Regions from separate parts of the Mus musculus genome. Here region 1 is linked to region 2. A link is a contact called in public promoter capture Hi-C data. All regions are on one chromosome and are shown on one strand. The core of a region is the stretch at or near the end of the contact, and the rest is flanking DNA. Distances in the headings are between cores, read along the strand shown. Region 1 overlaps Rprd1b (regulation of nuclear pre-mRNA domain containing 1B). Region 2 holds the start of D630003M21Rik (RIKEN cDNA D630003M21 gene).

Region 1 (5,304 bases), core at 1,776-4,275, 190 kb after region 2:
AAATACAATCCTATACATATACTGAACATTAAAATTAGCCACACCTTTAAGATTTTTAAAGCACATGTGTTTAAATTCACTATATTAACATTCCACACCTCTACATGCATAAATATGTGTGTACAATATGTGCCAAGTGTCTCAACCATAACAACTTTATAACAACTTTAACACTGGATTTAGTCTGAGTTCTGTGTCACCACTCATGTATCTAATGGATAATCTTGGAAAGCTCTGGAAATAATGCAGTCCTTTGTAATATTTATCTGAAAGAAAAAATCAGGCAATCTTTTTCTGGTCCATAATACCTGAGAGGGCAGCAGACAAGCAGGATGAGACTTTCTGAAGAGAGGCCCCTGCCACATATATACTCCCAGGCGCTCTCTGTTTAGTAAGACTGCATACAAGCCAACATCTAACACTGAGCACCTTAAGAAGGGACATCCTGAGACTCACAAGACGGCTCAGCAAATAAATAAGCTTGCCTCCAAGCCTGACAACCTGATTTCCATTCCTGGACCACACAGTAAAAAAAGAAAACCAATTCCTGCAAGTTTTTCAATGACCCCTTACAAGTAGGCCATGCTTCTTCCCAAATAAAACATAACTTTCAAAAAAGAGAGAGACCTGAACTATAGCTCAGTTGGCAAAATGCTTGCCTAGCTCTGGGTTCAATCCTCAACACTGTAACCTAGCACTGGGGAAGTGAACGGCATCAGAAATTCAAGGTCACGTATCCTCAGCTTCAGTGAGTTTGAGGCCAGGCTCAGATATATAAAACTATGCCAAAAAGGGGAGGGCAAACAACCTCCACATCTTAGGGTTGAAGTCAAGTATCTTTACTAACAACATCAAGAATACCAAATTCAACAGACAGGAACTATACCCACCTTCTGCACTGACAGCACTTCTGTGAAGCTTATGCTAACACTCAGCCTGGTCTGGCCAAGTGTCCTACTTACAAATTACTAGTAGCAAGTCCACTGAAATGAGATCAAAGTACTAAGTCAGGAAATGTATAAGTTAATTTTTTTTCTAACTCAGAGGTAAGTCCTAGGGAAACAGGGAAACCCTTCTGCTACATCTTAAAGAGCTCAGCTATAAGCAAGCACTCTATGGTTTATGCTAAGACACTCTCTTTCTTCACAGTGTATGCAGAAATTAGTTACTCTCACCCTGTCCTCTGCCAACAACCCGGCCCAAGGGGCAGCCCTCCGCTGGTTTCTCTGATAGCCTCATTACTGCTCTCCCGGCTTCCAGTCTTGCACTCCTACAGCCTACTCTCCAGTTTGAATAAAGTAATTCTAGCTGCCATGGGAAGGCATCTCTTGTTTCTTTCCATTCTTCTCAGAACAAAGTCCATACAAAGCCCTTGAGGCTTTCTGACCTCACCTATCCACTCTGGTCATCAGGCTTAGAGCCTAAGTCAGCTATGCCTCAGGTGGCCTCAGGTCTGTCCTTCCTGTCTCTCCAGCAGCAGCTCCCCAGTCCCAAAGACTGGCACTTCTTGCTCCTTCATGGGTTTCACACGACCCATCCCTCTCACCTGCTGCACAGGAGACCTGTTTATTCTTCCCATCTGAAGGTAACTTGAAGCCTCCGAGAAGGGGCTTGTTTTCACAGACACCATATTGGCTGAATCAATCTTTTTTTAAATGAATTTTTAAAATTTTTATATAAATATACTTGACTTCCAACTCTTTTGCATCAAAGTAATTCAAGTCATAAATTAAACAAACTGGTTTTCAAGTAAGGCACTGCGGTGAAGTAGACATCATTGTGGTACCTAAAATCAGATGTGGCTAGAGCAGGAAAGCAGTTGACAAAAGATGGGGCACTACTTTCCCAGGTTCACTGAGATTCTTGAGGCTGGGGATGTATAGCATTTGGCAATGTGCTTGCCTCGAATGTACAAAGCCCTGAGTTTGATCCCCAGCAGTGCATAAACTGGGCATGGTGGTCCATGCCTGCAATCTCAGGACTCAAGGGGGAAGGCTGGAGAATCCATTCAAAGCCATTCCTGACCACACAAATTCTTTGAAGGCTAGTTTGGGCAGCATGAAAACTTGTCTCCAAAACAAAACAAACAAATAAATAATAATGTGTATATGAGAGCTATCTAAGTGAAAAGTGTTTTTAAAATATTTGCCACTAAGCCATCAAGAGGCTCAATCACACACTTTCTGCTGTGATGCTCTGCTTCCCTGCAGCCCAGAAGAGGAGGAGCTGGCAGCATGAACTGAAGCCTTTGCAACCATGAGCCCAGCTACATCCTTACTCCCTTGTTTCTCTCTGGCATTCTTCCACCGTGACAGAAAGCTAAGACAGGAGCGGACCTGGAGATTGGGGTGAGGGTGGAAGTGGGGATCAGGACACTCTCCACTCCCAAATGATCTGGGTGCCTCACTTGTGTGAACAACATGGCTCTAAGTGAATGCCTACTTACTCTGCAGGAACAGTGACAAAAGCACCCTCCACAAATCCTAGAGGAGGCTCTGGGTGCTGAGTCCCTTCCCACCTCCTGTCACAATTACCCATGCACCTCTCCCCTTTGCTGACTGTTCTGTATCCCTGAGCGCAATAAAACCTAACAACCATGATACCTCCCAGGAAATTACCCACCTGGGAGAAGTATAAAGACCCACAAACAATAAGGAATTATCATGTATTTGGCAATAACTCCTGATTTACCTCTCAAGAAATTAAGTCTAGAATCAGGAATTAAGGCCACCAAGCCTGACAACCTGAGTTAAATTCCTGGGATTCCACATGGTGGAAGGAGTGACCTGACTTCTGGAACTCTGTGTGTTTGCTATAGCACATGTACATACACATGAGTGTGTATACACACAAATGACAAATGAAATTTTAGGGTTTATTTTTTAAAAAAATAGAAATTAGGGGGAGAGGGGTCCTGGAGAAATGGCTCAGCAACCACAGCACTTGCTGCTATTTCAGAGGACCCAGATTTGATTCCTGGAATCCACATGGAATCTCACAACTGCCTGCAACTCCAGTTCCAGGAAATCTGATGCCCTGTGTGGCCTCTGTGGCCACTAGGCACACATGTGATCAAGCAGGCACACATGTAGACATAATGCTCATATACATAAAATAACAAAGACTAAGTTTCTGTGAACTTGATACTAGTTTAACCATGTGTCCACCCACAATTGCCACTTGAAACACCTAACCAGCCGTCTCAAACTTAACATGGCCAAAACAAAACAAAAATTACTTCCTCCACCAAAGCTTCCCAGTCCTCGGTTCAGACCAGCCATCGACTCACACTAAAAATCTCTTTCTTGCCTCAATACCAGCTCCCTTTTCAAGACATCATGTACATTTTACAAGGGTGAAGACTCCAACTACAAAATAAGCATTCAATAAATGGAGAGAGCCTTCTCACTGCAAATGTCTTAACCAATCTCACCTTAGCCAACACCACAGCAACACTCCTTCTGAGCTCAGGTTTCCCTGCCCTTCACAACCCATTCTCTACACGGGCCTTTCATATATATGGTTTGCAAGTATGTGAATGTGTGTGTGTGTTGTTCTCTACCTTACAAACTGAGACAGGGTCTCTCAATTGTACCCAGAGATTGCTGATTCAGCTAGTCTGGCCTTTACCCACTCTGTCATCTCTTCTTTTTAAAGGCATCTAATAGAAACCTTTAAAAAGTATTAATTTGCCAGGAGGTGGTGGTGCACACCTTTAGTCCCAGTATTTAGGAGGCCAGCCTGGTCTACAGAGTAAGTTCCAGAACAGCCAGGGCTACACAGAGAAACCCTATCTCCAAAACCCACAAACAAACAAACTTAACAAAAATAAAAACTTTCTCTACAATATAATAAAAAGATATACACTTATTGCCTTATCATATATTAGAATAGTTGACTAAAAAGAGGGATATCTGCTAATGGAGTGAACTTTTCATTCAGGTACAATTTTTTTTTTTTTTTTGTTTTTTGAGACAGGGTTTCTCTGTGTAGCCCTGGCTGTCCTGGAACTCACTCTATAGTCCAGGCTGGCCTTGAATTCAGAAATCTGCCTGCCTCTGCCTCCCAAGTGCTGGGATTAAAGGTGTGCGCCACCACCACCACCTGGCTCAGGTACAATTTTACCAAAAGTGCTTACTCATGATTTTACAAATGGTTAAACTTTTCATGAACTGTCCCTGGCAGCACAATTAACAAATAGATTATGAGGGGGAAAGATCCTAGTTATATGGTTAGGTTTTGTTTTATGTTTTGTTTTCTTTCTCTAATTTTACCTGGGCTTTTTATAATGTCTACAGAAATGTTTTCATTCGCTGGCTTACAGTTCTTGACTGACACCCTATCAGAATAGACTCCCAGGGACTATGGAACCACTCCTTTCCTCTCTCTGATCTCATCTGGGGCCACATCTTACTTTGTTTACCATATCCATCTCATCCTGCTCCTCTTAAGATGTCACGATTATTTCCACCTTAGGTTCTCAAATGTCACCTTCTTACCCAAGATGTATGGAGAAGAGTCTACCCTAGAACACTATTCTAATTAATTGTCCATATCATTTCAAAGTGTCTTGTTCACGTCACTGTTCTTATCTGCCTTCCTCCTTGCTGTTCCCCAAGCTCTGGATTAGTGTGTGGCATAGAACAAACACAAGTTGAATAATGAATGTGTAACTACCTCCAAACTTTAAAGAAAACAAGGTATGCATAAGCATAATATGTTCATAGTCTAGTTATTTAAACCACTACTCAAATCAAATCTACCCTATGAACTTTCTGAATTCAAAGGGTTTTTTTTTTTTTGTCTTTTTTTTTGGCTTGGGGATGAAAGTAGAGAAGCATCATAAAAATCTTGCTAATTATTTGGGGAATTAATGGGTCAGCTACCTTGGTTCACCATCTGGTCACAGCAAAAGCACACCAAGAACACTTACTAAGTTACTCTTGGTTGATGAGTTACAACAGTATTAAAGTAGCTATTGTACTTTCTGTTCTAATGATAGGATGAAGGAAAGAAGCCTTGAAACATGGTCCAAACTGGACCTTAAACAGCCTGGCATATGGACAGGAGCTGGGAAACATCAGGTAGAATGTGCCCAGATGGTTTCCCAATGTCTCCTGTTTACATCTCTTTGTTTTCTTTGTGACAAGGTTTCACTACATAGCCTGGGCTGGCCTCTGAGTGATGGAATTCTAGAAGTGTGTTACTATGCCTGGCTTCTGTATGGTTTTAAGATGTGCCCACATGCTAGGTAAGCCCTCGGAATCTTGGTATCCACCTTGTAGCCCTTTCTACTTACCCTTT
Region 2 (5,401 bases), core at 1,649-4,148:
ATCTGTGTATGAATGTGTATGTGTCTGTATGTTGGTGTGCCTGTGTGTGGATCTAGGTCTATGTATCTGTATGTGTCTGTCTCTCTGTGTGTGTATGTGTATGTTTGTGTCTGGGTCTGTGTATATGTCTGGGCATGTGTCTGTGTGTGTCTGTGTATGTGTGTTTCTGTATATCTGTGTGTGTGTTTGTCTCTCTGTGTGTGTCTCTCTGTGCATGTCTGTGTATATGTTTGTGTCTGTGTCTGTGTCTGTGTCTATGTATATGTGTGTATCTGTGTGTGCCTGTGTCTGTGTATATGTTTGTGTGTATGTCTGTGTCTATGTGTGTATATCTATGGGTATCTGTGTCTGTGTAGATGTCTGTATGTGTGTCTACATGTATCTGTGCCTATGTATATGTCTGTATATGTCTCTGTGTGTTTATGTGTATTTATAGAAGTGCACACATGAGCATCCACACACCTGGGTGCCTGTCAAACTGTCATGCCACATCCACACAGCACATTTTGGGAAGAACTACATAGGCATAGGGTGTGATGGCTGCTCAGAAGCCCAGCAGTGGATTGTACTGGCCCATGTCATTTAGAGTCCATTTTACGTCCTCTCCCCTCCTTCCTATCTAGTCTCCTCTTGGATGACCAGCTCTTCCTCATCTGGACAGTTCTACTGGATTCCTGAGCACACATAAGCTGGGCCTGATTGGATTGTCCTTCTAAGGCTTAAGGACAGTGACCCAGGCAAGAGGAATGTCTGGGACTCATGCAGGCAGCACACCAAGGTAGTTAATGGAGTGGTTTCTAGAATGGAGGCCTTGTTCAGTCCAGGAATGCAGCTCTCTACCCCCACCCCACCCCCTAGGCTCTGCCTGGGGCTCTTCATCTCTCAAGTGTTGCCAGTGGCTGGGTCCGCCCCACAGTTTACTTGTGAGAGTGTCTGATGTGCAGAAAGTTCCATTTTAGCATGCTCACAGCTTGAAGTCGTCCTCCAGGTTTTCAGGGGCTTCTAGATTATTCCCGACGGTGAGACTCCTGGAGCATCCTTCCCGGAGGAGAGACCCAAGCTTTCTCAAAGACTCTGTAAGCTCCTAAGGCCTTTTCAATTCCATTTTCTCTGCTTACTTAGTTCAGAATCCTTTCTGTCTCCCGTGACCCTGGAAAACTGACCCTTTTGCTAGTTGTGTCTCCTCGTTGCAGTCCGCGGAACTCACAACCCCACCTCCCAGCTGAATTCTGCACAGTAAACTGAAGGCTGTTTCTTCCCCTTAAACAAATGCATTCCTATGGGGCTGTTGGCAGAGTGTTTGCCTAGCGTGTACAAAGGCCCAGACCCACATAAAACACAAGTAGCAGCGCATGCCTGTGACCTCAGCACTTGGGAGGCAGAGACAGAAGGGTCAGAAGGTCAAGGCCATCCTCAGCTGCATATGGAATTTTACCTCAGGCTGGGACACATAAGACCCTTCTCAAACAAAACAAAACAACAACAACAAAAGCCCCCTCCCCTCTCTGCTTCTTAGGGAGGGATTATCTGATGTTTAAATAACATCCCTAAGGAATGCTCGGAGCCCCACAGCAGAGTGAGATTACTAGTTGGGAATTACTAGTCCCTCAGTAAAAAAGGATTTGGGATGGCTCCTAGCACAGGTTCTTGTGAAGAGACTAGATAATCAATGGGTGGGGTAGGGTGCGGTGAGGGGGACATGACTGTGGATAAGCCTTAGAAGGGAAGCCTTTACCACCATGCCATCCTGCGGTCTCCACTTACTTGTCCCAATCTTTTTAAGCCATCCCCCTGGAGGCCTCCCGTGGCCTGTTCCCACTGCCTGGAATTCCATTTCCTGCGGCCCCTCTCTGTTCACTCAGGTCTCGTCATTCTAATAATAATAATAATAATAATAATAATAATAATAATAATAATATTTTTCCTGAGTGTGTATCTGTGTACCATGTGTGTTCCTGGTGCCCTCTGAGGTTAAAGAGGGCCTTAGATTCCCTTAGCAGGTAGTTGTGAATGGCCATATGGGTGCTGGGAATTGAACCTGTGTCTTGGAGAAGGGTGGCCAAATCTCTCCAGCCCCCTCTCGGGAGTTTCTGATCAACTCCATTCCTTTTCAGCAGTTAACTCACGGTTATTTTTTCTGTTCCTCTCGTTCTTGTTCCCATTCCCCGTAGGTGACAACCCCCACCCCCTTCCATCGCTCCCCAAGGACAGGGAGTCTGTGTCGTTCTGGCTCAGTGCAGTATTTGATAATAAAAAGCTCGATTCCAGAGTCATCCAACGGGAAAGCTACTACAGAACACCTCAGGAAGGGGCTTCCAAACAGCCCACCTCTCCTTCCACGATTGGTTCCGTGGTAGGGAGTCCACAGGCGTGGTGGGTGTCTGGGGCACCCTGCCTCATAGCAATGTGGGTGTCTGCCATGGGAGCTTCAAGTTCTTGAAGGCTCTGTGTGTGTGTTAGCCGCCATCCCAAGCCTGACACTGGGCCGTCAGGACTGATGCTGACATCTACTCCCCAATTCCAGGAAGGGGTGCTATCCTCACCAGCATCACCTCCACCACCTTCCTATTTTACAGTTGAAAAACTGAGGCTTAGGAGACAAAATGACTTGCAGATAGGAACAAGAAGCCAGCAGTCCTGGGTGGGGACGCTGGAGGGAGCGCTGGGCAGCGCCAGACACCCCTAGACTGTTCCGGTGGCCTCGGCAGGGGGTGCGGAGTGGACCAACGTCGGGCTCCTGTCACCCGCAGCGGCGGCGGCAGCAGGGCGGCGCAGAGCAAGGCGTCGCACAAAGGGCCGCTGTCCCGCCGCCGCCCCGCCCCCCCCCCACGGGGTGGCCCGCCTCTTCCCCCCCCCCCCTTTTCGCCTCCTCAGCCTGGGTCCCCTCTCCCTCTTCCCTGTCCGGGTCTGGCTGCCCCTCGGGATGAGGCCGGGTTAGGAGTACTCCTCTCGCCCTTCGCACTCTCTCCAGAGCTAGGAGAGCCAGAGCTTCGCGGGACAGAGACTGCCAACGCGGGGACCAGAGGAGCATCACCATGGTAACGCCCTCCTGGGCCTGGACCACCTCACTCTGCTGGGTTTTCTCCAGCACGCCCCCACCCCACCCCACCCCCCCGCGCCCCCGGGTGTGTGTGTGTGTCTGTGTGTGCACACGCGGCGCGCACGCACGCACGCACCTAGAGACCCTCGGTTCCTGGTGTGGGTCGTTGCTTAACTGCGTGCGCAGCTCCCGCAGAATTAGGGCAAGAGTGGGGCTCAGATCCACCCCTGGGCCTCGCGTCCTGCCTGGGCCTCTCTGCAGAGATGCACGCTTTCATCTCGCTCCAAACCAGTATGCAAATTTGAACTGGAGTTCTGGACCTTGAGCCTTGCAGAAAACTTGGTTGTTTTTTTTTTTTTTTTTTTTTTTTTTTTTTTTTTAGCGCTTTAAACTTTATGCTGACTGACAGTGCTGTGTCCTGTAGGGGGTCTGGAATGAGAGGGAAATCAAAGTCGTCGTGTCCCCCCCCCTCCCCCCCCCCCCCCGCCCCAACCCAGCACAGAACAGTAGTGCTGAGAAAGGGCGGACCCTGAGGGCAGGAGAGTGGGTTCGAGGGACTTGCTCACCAAATCTTGGGTGCCTTTGCTATTTTAGATACGGTGGTTTGGCACGGGGCCTTCCCATGGGCATGAGGTGTAGAGGCATCTGGGGAGAAGGCGGAGGGCTTACTTCTGTGCATGGGTTTCCTGGACTGCACCTGGGAACGGGACCTCTAGGAGAGTTGTGTGTGCCTTTGTGCCTGTGTCTGGGAAGAAGGAGTCAAAGTGAAGTCTGTTGCTCAGAGTCTTAGCTGGGCTCCAGACAGGTTCAGGATTGGGGAAGATTCTCTGGAGCAATTTTGCAAATCTCCGGGGATTTGGACAGAGCTGGGAGATGGGCCAGGGCATTCACCCCCTGACTCTGATTTGCTGTGCTGGCTTGGGTGGGCTTCCCTTCCTGTGTAGATCCATACCCAGAACTCTACAGAGAAATGCATTCACTCCGTGCCTGCACACACCAATCCCCGAACCACAATGAACACAAGCACACGGGGCTCATGTATCTGCTTGCTCGGGCTGAAATATGGACAGACACCTCTGCACACAGACAGTACAAAACTAGGCTCCCAAACTCAGACCCCAGAGCCAGAGGCACGGTAGACACCGCTCTTGGGGCATAAAAGTACATCCTAAGTGGTTCGGCCTAAGGCAGTGTTTGTCTGCCTCTCTCTATAGCAAGACCCTGTGCTGGGCTCTCTATGAGTGGGAGACATACCACGCCCACCAACTCTAACTGCAGACTTGTAGCCCCTCATCTCACCGATGAGAGCCTGAAGCCAAGGAGCCTACACTGTCACCCTTCCAGAAGTATGAAGCAGAACCGCTGGAATTCACACCCTGCAAAGTCACCTCGGTGCCACAGCTCATCTGTCTGTCAAAGCTCTGGTTTTGACGGAATCAGTTTATTCATTTTTCTTAAAAACAAACAAACAAACCCTCAGTAAACCCCGGATTCTCAGGTCAAAGGTCAGGCCCTGGGGTGCTCCTCAGAACAGCCGAGAGAGTCTTTCCTGAGGGGTAGGACAGCCATGTTTTCATCTCTGCCTTTATTTACATATGTGTGTGTACATATGCACATGCACGTGTATGTGCATGCGTGTGCATGCGCATGTGTATGCATATGCATGTGTGTGTATCTTGTGATGTGGTGTTAGGGAATGTCCATGTTTGTATATGTATACATGTGAGGTGTGTATGGCACGGCACATGCCTGTGTATGTGTGCCTGCATCACATGCAAGCCGGAGGAGGGCCTTCATAACTTCCGTCCACTCCTTAGAGCCAGGGTCTCTCCCTGAATCTGGATTTTGCATTTTATTGGCTAGGCTAGAAATATCCCAGGGATTCTCCCATGCCTGTTCGGCTCCGTGATGGGTGTGTGAGCATGTATGCGACGACATCCAGGTTATTATGTGGGCACTGGGGTCTACACCACTATTTTCCCTTTGACTAGAAATGTAATCACCTCTTCTCCCATCTTTGAGCCCTGAATACTCAGACCTGGCTTCAGAATCCCTCAGGGTTCACGGTCCCTCCTGCCCCAGGACCTTTGCATGTGCTTTCTTTGCCGGGAAATTCCTCTTTCCTGTAATATCCACCCAAACCAAACCACCGTGCTATATCTGCTCACAATCCGCTCACTGCAGCGTGTCACTCTAGCATGCCTTTGCAGCATGCGTGTGGAGGTTAGAGGACAACTGTCAGAGTGGATTCTCGCCTTCTGTAGTGTGATCAAACTGGTCATCAGGCTTGGAAGCAAGTACCTTAACTTGCTGAGCCATTTGCTGGCCTCTGGAGGAGATTTAATACTGTGATTTTTAAAA

What was found. Promoter capture Hi-C pulls out the DNA fragments that hold promoters and counts their contacts.
Region 1: a promoter capture Hi-C map of liver shows a contact between it and region 2. The contact joins the enhancer-like site here to the promoter of D630003M21Rik in region 2. A contact is called at or near these places in 9 of 39 promoter capture datasets (3T3-L1-derived adipocytes, the C10 cell line, the HPC-7 cell line and 6 more), 4 of 484 Hi-C or Micro-C datasets (CD8 T cells, bone marrow-derived macrophages, embryonic fibroblasts and 1 more), 2 of 115 datasets of contacts at active chromatin or transcription factors (the HPC-7 cell line and embryonic hindbrain) and 3 of 9 other capture datasets (adipose tissue, liver and pancreatic islet).

The regions. Positions count from the first base shown.
Region 1 is chr2:158,037,587-158,042,890 of GRCm38.p6, reverse strand. All of the region lies in intron 2 of Rprd1b (regulation of nuclear pre-mRNA domain containing 1B), which reads right to left. Among named protein-coding and RNA genes, the nearest start is that of Rprd1b, 12 kb to the right of the region's middle. Within about 2 kb of position 3,025, at least 2 of the 459 cell types and tissues checked have an H3K27ac peak or open chromatin away from gene starts, as enhancers often do. A contact at or near this core is called in liver, where this site is marked.
Region 2 is chr2:158,226,721-158,232,121 of GRCm38.p6, reverse strand. D630003M21Rik (RIKEN cDNA D630003M21 gene) reads left to right here and starts at 2,898. Exons shown (of 14, transcript NM_177657.5): 1 at 2,898-3,038. The coding sequence starts at 3,036.